2 separate regions of the Hordeum vulgare genome follow, and region 2 is linked to region 1. Evidence: chromatin contacts called from public Hi-C data. All regions are on one chromosome and are shown on one strand. The core of a region is the stretch at or near the end of the contact, and the rest is flanking DNA. Distances in the headings are between cores, read along the strand shown. Region 1 holds the start of LOC123403951 (protein FLOWERING LOCUS T-like). Region 2 holds the start of LOC123402259 (vesicle transport protein GOT1-like).

The links. A called contact is a pair of places that touch in the nucleus more often than the background predicts.
Region 2: a contact with region 1 is called in a Hi-C map of leaf, with 6 times the contacts expected there. The contact joins the promoter of LOC123402259 here to the promoter of LOC123403951 in region 1. A contact is called at or near these places in 4 of 6 Hi-C or Micro-C datasets (leaf and seedling) and 1 of 1 datasets of contacts at active chromatin or transcription factors (embryo).

Annotation. Positions count from the first base shown.
Region 1 is chr6H:340,523,569-340,528,185 of MorexV3_pseudomolecules_assembly, reverse strand. LOC123403951 (protein FLOWERING LOCUS T-like) reads left to right here and starts at 2,451. Exons shown (of 4, transcript XM_045097854.1): 1 at 2,451-3,932. The coding sequence starts at 3,741. It overlaps LOC123403952 (a long non-coding RNA gene), which reads right to left. Exons shown (of 2, transcript XR_006611599.1): 2 at 812-2,442.
Region 2 is chr6H:340,984,939-340,989,555 of MorexV3_pseudomolecules_assembly, reverse strand. LOC123402259 (vesicle transport protein GOT1-like) reads right to left here and starts at 1,963. Exons shown (of 7, transcript XM_045096154.1): 1 at 1,755-1,963.

The DNA of each region.
Region 1 (4,617 bases), core at 1,202-3,701:
CATGAAAAATGTTTCGTTTGACATGCCTAAAAATCTAAGGTTCATTGGATCTTCTGTTTCATCATGTTTCTAGTACCATCTGCAAAAAACAATCATGTCAACTGAAGAGACCCTCACTCACAAAAGAAAAGAATTAAAGTCACCCTGACTTGAAAGAAAATTTCTGTTTCTATCTTCCGTAAGAGCATCTATAGCCGGACATTGCAAATATGACCCTTTAAACATTCGTGGACACGCCCGATCAGTGATCAGGCGTGTTTCTTATTTGTCCGTCCGCGCAAGCACACTCTTCATTTTCTTTCTCATATCCGGTCAATTGCACGTGATTAGAATGAATAAAGAAAAGAAAAAAGTGGTCCGGAGTAGGGACACGTCATATATGACGGACTAACCGAACACGTCCGGACGCATCCACAAGCCTTATATCATTTTCATATTTGAGATGGATATGATGATGCACGAATAGTCCAAACGTATAAGGATGATATGAGGAGTCCGACTGAGTTACTTTTTTCTTCTATCGAGTCAAAATCTTGCCAACCTACAGCCGACATCCCCGCCGGCCGTCAGCTCGCGGCGATAGGCGGCCTCTATGGCTCTATCGGCCAGTGTTTGCAAAGTCAGAAGATCCAACCGAACCGGCCTACACCAGAATAGGGCAGAGTGGGTAAGGGTAGCTTTTGCGCCGATTTCTAGTGCACGCACGTACTATTACAAGCATACGTGCGGGCCATAACAGTCCTTCCAGATGTGCAGGAAGCCGATAAGACCATAAGATGAGTAGTACAACTAGATGAACCGAGAAAGCACATCAAGCAAGCGGCACTCCACTCGAAACGCTCATTTGACCAGCACAGGTCTGCATGTACAACTTGCAGCACATGTACCGATGCCGCAAGTACGCTGTCCCTAGATATATCCAGCACCAGCAGAGCAGCTACATGCCGTTTCCTACTTTAGCCCTCTGTTTTCCCCTCTAAAACACACTCGGTGAACTCAACTACAAGGCATAAGCGCCCGGACACATCTGGTGGCCGCCGGGGCGAGAAATGACGAGCCACAGGCGCCGTCGATGCAAGACACAGAGGCCAGCCTTAGATTAAGAGGCTTAAGAAAGAAGATGGCTGAGAAAGAATAAAAAGGATAGCTAATAAATCTGCTGGTACTTGTATGATTAAAAATTTAAAAACAATCGACCCCATACCTCTTTTTTGCCCCTGGCAGCTATAGTCTCTGAGTAGCTTATAACTCTTAGGCCTGAGCTTAAGTGCAGTGCTAGTCGTTTCCAGAAGGATTCCCCTGTCCATGCCCAGATTCTGAGTGATCGGTTCAACTCTCAGAGCATGGCAGCCTACGTACCCAAAAGAGAAAACAAAATTGCTGGCACTACCCTAGAGGCAGTGAAAAAAATGGCTAGGCAGTACATTACAAGTATTGCGACCAAATAATCTTAGTCGGCGTCTCGTTGCCTTGATCAGTTACTTGTGTGCCATGTCAGATTTCTCACAACATAAAACAGATTTACCATCCAAGAGGCTCGGAATCCATCTTGACGTAATACTCATAGACGGTGATCAACTGGTGATTGCCTACAGCTTTTCTCTATGAGAGCACATAACCAGAAGGCAGCAGAATCCAGCTTTTCAGCAGCCACCAATGGAAGAACGCAGCAGTCCAGCAATATCCAGATTTTTCACAAAATCCAAAACCACGCAGAATTATTATTTTTTTCCTTTTCTGGAAGTTATTTCCTCCATATCGATGTCTGTTTCATGTAATTCCAAGCTGGAAGTATCTCTGTCAAATGTCCATGTCTGTACTTGGGCAGCCCATGTGATGTCTATCATTCTCCGCCGAGTTCGATGCACTATTCGAGTGCCTGGACCAATGGGATATGCCCACGTGAAGGGCGGCACTGCTTTATTCGTTGGTCAAGGATCAAGACCGTGTAGCCACAAACCAAACCAAACCAAAAGGCAATCCACATATTCCATCAACTTTAAGGTTCATCATCTCTTATAACTAAACTCTTTGCAATTCTTTGTTTTGACTCACTCAATTGAAATTCAGGCCTGAGAAATAACACTATGCACATTTGACATTTATTACCTTCGAATTCAGGTGCGGTGGTACTTCTCTAATCAAACATAGTAAGGCTTCTCTTTCTAGCTTTGGGAAATTGCTTACAAATTTTTATTCATAATTGCTCGAACTTGCGAAGCTGAAAACCTACAGAATGCAGCAGTATCAGGAGAATGAAGTCCACATAAACTTTACTGTAAAGTACAGGAATAAAATTAGATTCTATGGTCCCCTGCTAGTCAAGATCAATGTAGACCTAATCTAACACACCTTTGCCTCATCTTTTATCTGAAGTACAAATAAGTTGACATATACAGTTCCCTTTTTAAGACAAGAGATCAGCAACTGAAGAAGAGTCCTCTGCAAATGATATTCCATAACACAGTTGGAATGGCATATACGCCAAAAAACAAATAAACTTCTACAAGTATTCACAGAACATCTATTGAGGTAATGAGGTCGAATACTCGAACATCATATTCCATCAAATAAACCACTAAATCAGTGACAATTAGTATGGGTCGGAGGGAGTAGAATAGAAGACATAAATTTAAGTAGAATGTGGTTGTGTGGATGTATTTACGACACATACAGATTAGACATCAGAAAAATAACCTTCAAGTGTTTAGGTATGATATGGAGGTTTTCAACTTCAGTCGATTGTACTATGATAGACTTTAAGCAATACTATTTATTTTCCTAAAGATAGTACTACTCCCGAAAGTAAGAAGTGCAGCTACATGCATATTTCCCAAATGCAGCATGATCTAGGATAACAATATATTGTGCTAACAAAACAAAAGGCCAGTAAAAAAAATCAAGAAACGCAAGAGATTTTGCATTTCATTGTATTGAAAAGAGAGTTTTGTTACAATCCTCCTAGGAGATTTAAGGAAGCAAAAACAAATGAATCAATGCAGAAGACAGACAAAAAAAAAGAGATTTGTCAGGAATACCCCCTACCTTTTTTAACATTGCAGTATATAATATTCTCATCCCACCATGCTTACACTTCTTTTGACGGAACACCACGCTTACACTAATTTTATAAACCTCTTAGTTACTCATCTTACTTACAGCTAAACAATACAATCTACAATACATGATCGTCTAGTTAGCATTTAGACATGTTACAAGACAGGGAGGGGGTGGGACGGGGGACTCGCCCAAACACTAAGCTTAAATTGTGTTTGAAGGGGAAAAGTGTACATAAAGAGGGTGGGAAAGTTTATAGCTGAAAACAAAGAACATGGTGCATCAGTCTGGGAGATAAGTCAAAAGGCAATCCTCTTTTCGGTAGGGGCACCTATTTGTTAGGCTCTAGGTATAGGGAATAAGTGAGTGCGATTACATCAGATTTTATTCACCTACGTGGAATGGTAGCGAGCACTTCTTCTATTGGTGTAGGCCCGGAGGGTGGACAGCCCTAAATATTTCAAGTGACGGCAACCCATATCATTGTTTGCAGTTTAAAGATACCATGGCGTACAGAAGTAATAGTTTCGGTCGTCACGAATGGCTCACCATCTAGGACTGAGAGTATATATAGAGCACAGGCCTGCACCGCTCACTTCACACAAGTGCACACTTCGAGGCCAAGTTAGCTCCTCTTGAGCAATAGTACTTAATCTCCTCGACACCACCAATTGTAGGTGACCATGTCAAGGGATCCACTTGTTGTAGGCAATGTAGTTGGAGATATCTTGGACCCATTTATCAAATCAGCATCACTCAAAGTCTTATACAACAATAGGGAGCTGACTAATGGATCTGAGCTCAAGCCTTCACAGGTAGTCAATGAGCCACGGATCGAGATTGCTGGGCGTGACATGAGAAACCTTTACACTTTGGTGAGTTCATAACTCCTGTCTACCTCGTTTGACCATTGAATATGATTGGAAATTAAGCTTTCTGCCTTTAACGTTTAACCAAACAAAACAGTGATTACTGCAACTGTGGCTTTGTCAGGTCAAGGTTATTATTTCTACAGTATGTTAGGTCACCCTTATTTTCTCTCTAAAATATCACGCTGTAAGACAACATTAAAAGCTGTAGGAGTACACCCATTAGACTGGAAGGCAAGAATCTTCACTCTTACGATTTAAAAGCTGTCCTCGTTGCGTGAGAAAGACCTATTGCAGTTCTACATTTTATTTAAAATATATCCTATAATGGTGTTCAATTTGCTATCACTAGTGTCAGCACATATACCAGCATCTTTGCATGCGAACACACACTAAAATTAAGTTACACACATTGGTATAGATTCACAATAGGAACATGAAACCATGATGGTTACTTCCAGCAATGCATGTTATATGCTGGGAAGATGCATGTACTTCGCTGGCCAACTTACGATGATTCAGAAATAGCACAGAGAAACTAAAATTTGATTACAACCATTACACTTCATTTCGTCTAAAAAGAGCATTAAATAATTGGACAGCTCAGATCCTAAGCACCAAATAATACAAGCATAATAATTTAGAAGAACTATGAAATTGCCAATACAGAAGACAAGCAATAAATTAATCG
Region 2 (4,617 bases), core at 714-3,213, 460 kb before region 1:
AAACTTAACAGCACATTTTTTGCAAAAGTATTTTATTAAGGCAAAAAAATTTGGTGATATATTTCTTAACTGGCAGCAGATCTATGGTGGTACTATTTTCACAAAAAAAGAATATCAAAATACAAACAGAAAAGATATTATACAACAGCTATATTATTTCTGAGTTAGTGCTCCTAACAGGTACCAACAGCCTATCACAACTAGTGATAGAGGGGAACAACAAAAAATGTCCATATCAGAAAGTAAGGATATACCATGAGCAATTCACACCTGCACATAAATCACTTAGGACCAACGTTTATTTCTACCTTCTGAAGAAATGCAGTGCTGGTTTGCAGGAAATTGAGGCGTTTACTATACCAGCACAGACGCGCTGATGCCTAGAGTACCTTATGTATTAAATTTAAACAAATATGGAAAACAGTAAGTTTCATAGTTTAAGGATCCCTACCCCTTCAGACCCAAATTTATAATATTCCCTAGCTTGTGAAGAAACAAGAATATGGCATTTGTGTGCTCAAGATCCTTGGAGCCCTTTTACTGAAAAATAATAATCAAAAATCGTATTTCAAATTTTCAAAAATGCTAAACAAAAATACTATGTATTCATATGGATGTATACTATATGTATGTAAAATACCAAAATTTAATGAGAAAATGCATTAACACGCGAGCTACACAAAAAAGGGAAACTCGTTGATTTTTTACAGTGAACAGGCGCACACTTTTCAGTGTTCACTGTTTTCAAAAGCACAATTCTGTAACTTTTGTGTAGCTCGCTTCTTAACGTATTTCATCATGTGAATTTACGTACACACAGTATACATCCATACAACAATGTCGAATTTTTTCAGAATTTTTGGAACTTTGAAATACGATATTTAAACTTTTCAAAAAAAAATCGGGTTCCATTGAGCCTGAGCACTAAAATGCATTTCTGCAGAAACAATTGCTATATAAAAAATTACCATCTGTTACAGAAAACTATGGGAATCACACAAGACAAATAACTTGCAGTAACAAACTCCAACTAGAGTCCAGAGAACAGAGTTTACCAACCAATCTTCACAGATATAAGATCAACTATATGATTTGAACTCTCTGTTAAGGGTTAACTCGCCAAGGGAACAAACTGTCAACTGATCTCCACGTTCAGGCTCCCAATGCAGTCATTAGCTTCTTGCAGGAGAGCAAGCCACCGGAGATCATGGAGTGAAGCTGCCACACACCTTACCACAGATCCATTTCTCTAGAACAGATATACAATCAAAGCAGAAGAGCTACAGGCATTTTACTCGGAAAAGTTAGGCCTATATGCCAGGGCAGCAGACGCTGAGCCAGATGATTAAGCCGCCACAGAAGTGGCGGATATTAGGTGCTAGCCTCTGTCCATGGTTAGTTGGTTACACATCTCCAACACTTGCAACCTACGGGCGCACAACACGGCGCGGCGGCTGTGGGCTTGCCTGGGTGAATACCGAGGAGCAGTGTCACTCACTTATACGGCGCCAAAACCGCAAGCGGCAGCGGCAGCTCGGATGGTTCAAGACTTCGATCGGGTGGAAACGGCGTTGCCGACGCGTAACGAGACCAATACACGTCGTGCCAGGGATTGCCCCCAACACGACCACTCGTAGCACGGGCAAGAAGAAGCACACCGCGCGCGGTGGCGGAAATCTCGGCGCTCACGGAGGGAATGGATCGGCTGCGGGGAGGAAGCAATCAGGGGACTGGGATTAGGGTTTATTACCTACCGATGAAGCACGGATCTCACACGGTGTCGGTGTGGTACGCTGGAATGGGGGTGGGGGTAGGAAATCGCGCGGCGTCCCGGCGAGCGACAGTTGTGAGAGAGAACGGCTAGAGCTCCCCGCGCGGTTGCCACCGGTCGCCAGCTCCGATGGTGACCGGAATAAGAGCAACTCTAGCAGACCCGTATACGACGGACAGTGGCCGTGTTTGATACTCTAACCTGGTCAGAGTTAGAGTTAGATTCTAACCCTTGAACTAACCTAAACTAACTCTAACTCTAAAGGTGTTTGGATGAAAGGGTTAGATGGACAATAAATGCTTTTTTTTAATCATTTGGCTACTTTAGACCTCTCTCTTTCCCTGGACCCCACCTACTCTAACCCAAAAAAGCACCTCTTAGGTGGGTTAGAGTTTTTGGGTGGGTTAGATGCATCTAACCAACTCTAACCCACATGTTTGGATCTTTGAGGGTTAGATGGTTTAAATCTAACCAACTCTAACTCTAACCCTAGGATCCAAACATGGCCAGTATCGTATGTTTACAGTATGTGAAAAACGTTTTTTACGAATTCTACCGCGGTCCTCGTCACCCGAAAAAACATGATATTTACTGAAATTGACTAAAAACATAAAATCAAATTTTCAAATCATAATACAACAACTATTCAGATTATAATAATTATTTAAATCTTCAAAATAAAGTAACATTTCAATAAAAAACTGTTCTTAACACAACAATGATGAAAATCACGCATGAATTAAATGAAATGAATGAAAAAATGGCAGAAATTGCTGCCCATGTCTGTGTCAATGGTGCACAATGAGATCCTCGTGAAGCTGATAGTGAGTGTTTGCGTTCTCAATCTTCCGGTACGTGTGAAGAAATGTTTGTATGCGGTCAGGGTCTCTAGCTCACTTCACACGCATACCGACGTTGTCGTAGAAGAATTCTAAGCTCATGATCCTTTCATCTTCGAGGGTCATACTATGAAGAATCACGCAACAATTCCTGATGTTTTTTAGGGTTCTTTTATCAAAAAACAAGCAGGACTACAAACAATAGCAAACCTTGATTGCCCCAAAGGCTATTTCATTATCTTTTCTCTGATCCTCTTGTATCTTTGCAAATTCAACATGCTTTCTAGTGTTGGTTTTTTTTATGCTCTTGACTAATATACATCAAGAAAGATAAATACCATGTGCAAAATAGTATCCCTTGATGTATTCATGTCCATTAATCATGTAGTTACAAGCAGGAGCATCACCACTAGCAAGTCTAGAAAACAAATGAGACTGTTGCAACACATTGATATCATTGAAAGTTCCCAGTATACCAAAAAAGCAATGTCAAATTTATAAATCCCTGGATGCTACGGCTTCTAACACAATTGTTGCATCACGAAACTTGCCACAATAATGCACGTGTCATGCCTTTGGGCGGGTTTTTCAAGTTCAATGCATGCAATCAACACTTCCTAGCATACCAGGCCAACCTCTCCTCTCACTTGTTGCCATCAACCATTTTTTGTGTCTTCCTCGTTGGGTGCACGAAGATAGACAGGGCCAAAGATGCAGACGATCACTTTGGCAAACATACGCACTCATTCAATTGTAGTATCTTCACCAATGCGAAGATATTTGTCGGCATAGTCAGTCGGAATTGTGAGATGCAATCACTCGCATAAGTGCCAAGATTTTTTTATATGCGCTAAAACCCTTCAAACCAACGGTGTTTCTCCTTTGAGTAAAAAAAATAAGAATTTGCCTCTCAATCTTGCACTAATTTTATGAAGAGGGGGCGGCGCATTTGATACCTTCTTCGGAAGAGGTGCGTCGAATATGTTGGATTATCCGCGAAGTAGTCTTGCATGAGCATCTCGTTCCCAAGTTGGTGGTTGTGAGGGATGCACAAGCGGCTGACGGTTGATCTAAAAGCACAACTTCTCCCTAAGTGGTTTTTGTATTTAATAACAACATATATGTCATTGAACTAATGATTTTATCTAGTATACTTCAGGAAAAGTTCAATGATGAATTGGCTAAGGATTGTGAGGAGAAACCCCAAGGAAGGGAATGAATGGGATTGGCCAAGCTTCAAGCTTCAAGACTCTACACTTTATATTTTGTGAGAAATCACATTTGAGCCCATAAAAAAGCCAATACTATTAAAAGGGGATGAGGTGTCTATGATGATCTGGTTGCTCAAGTGCTTAGAGATTAGCCACCAAAACTACTCATGAAATTCTCCCACAAATATTTTGTTCAAACCCCAAAGTCAAATTTGGTGCCACCAATTCTTCCAAATCGGTCCTACCAAGTTTTACCCTAGACAGAACCTATCCAAACCATAGCATCTCGGTACCACCAAGTTTGGTTTCGACCTGACCGAAAAACAATGACCAACTCCCTGGTTAGCCATTTGTTAAAAAAGGAATTTCTGAGTTTTGCAAATTGGTGACACCGAGTCTGGTAAATGCCTAGGGCACCCAAAATCGGACCCTCCAAAATTCATATATCGGTCTCACCAAAAAACCTAAAGTTGCCACATTTTGCACTAGTCTGTACAACCAAGTTTTTACTTCGGTTTCACCGGGTTGGGAAATAATGTTGTAAGAGTTGGATTTGTGAAGATGCCTATATATACCCCTCCACCTACCTCTCATTTGTAGAGGAAGCACTCAGAACGAACCAACACTTGCACCATCCATTTTCTGAGAGAGAGCCACCTACTCATGTGTTGTGGTCAAGATATACCAATCCTATCATATGAATCTTGATTTCTAGCCTCCCCAAGTTTCTTTCCACCCAATCAATCTCTTCTGCCAAAGCCAAATCTATGAGAGAGTGATTGAGTGTTGAGGATAC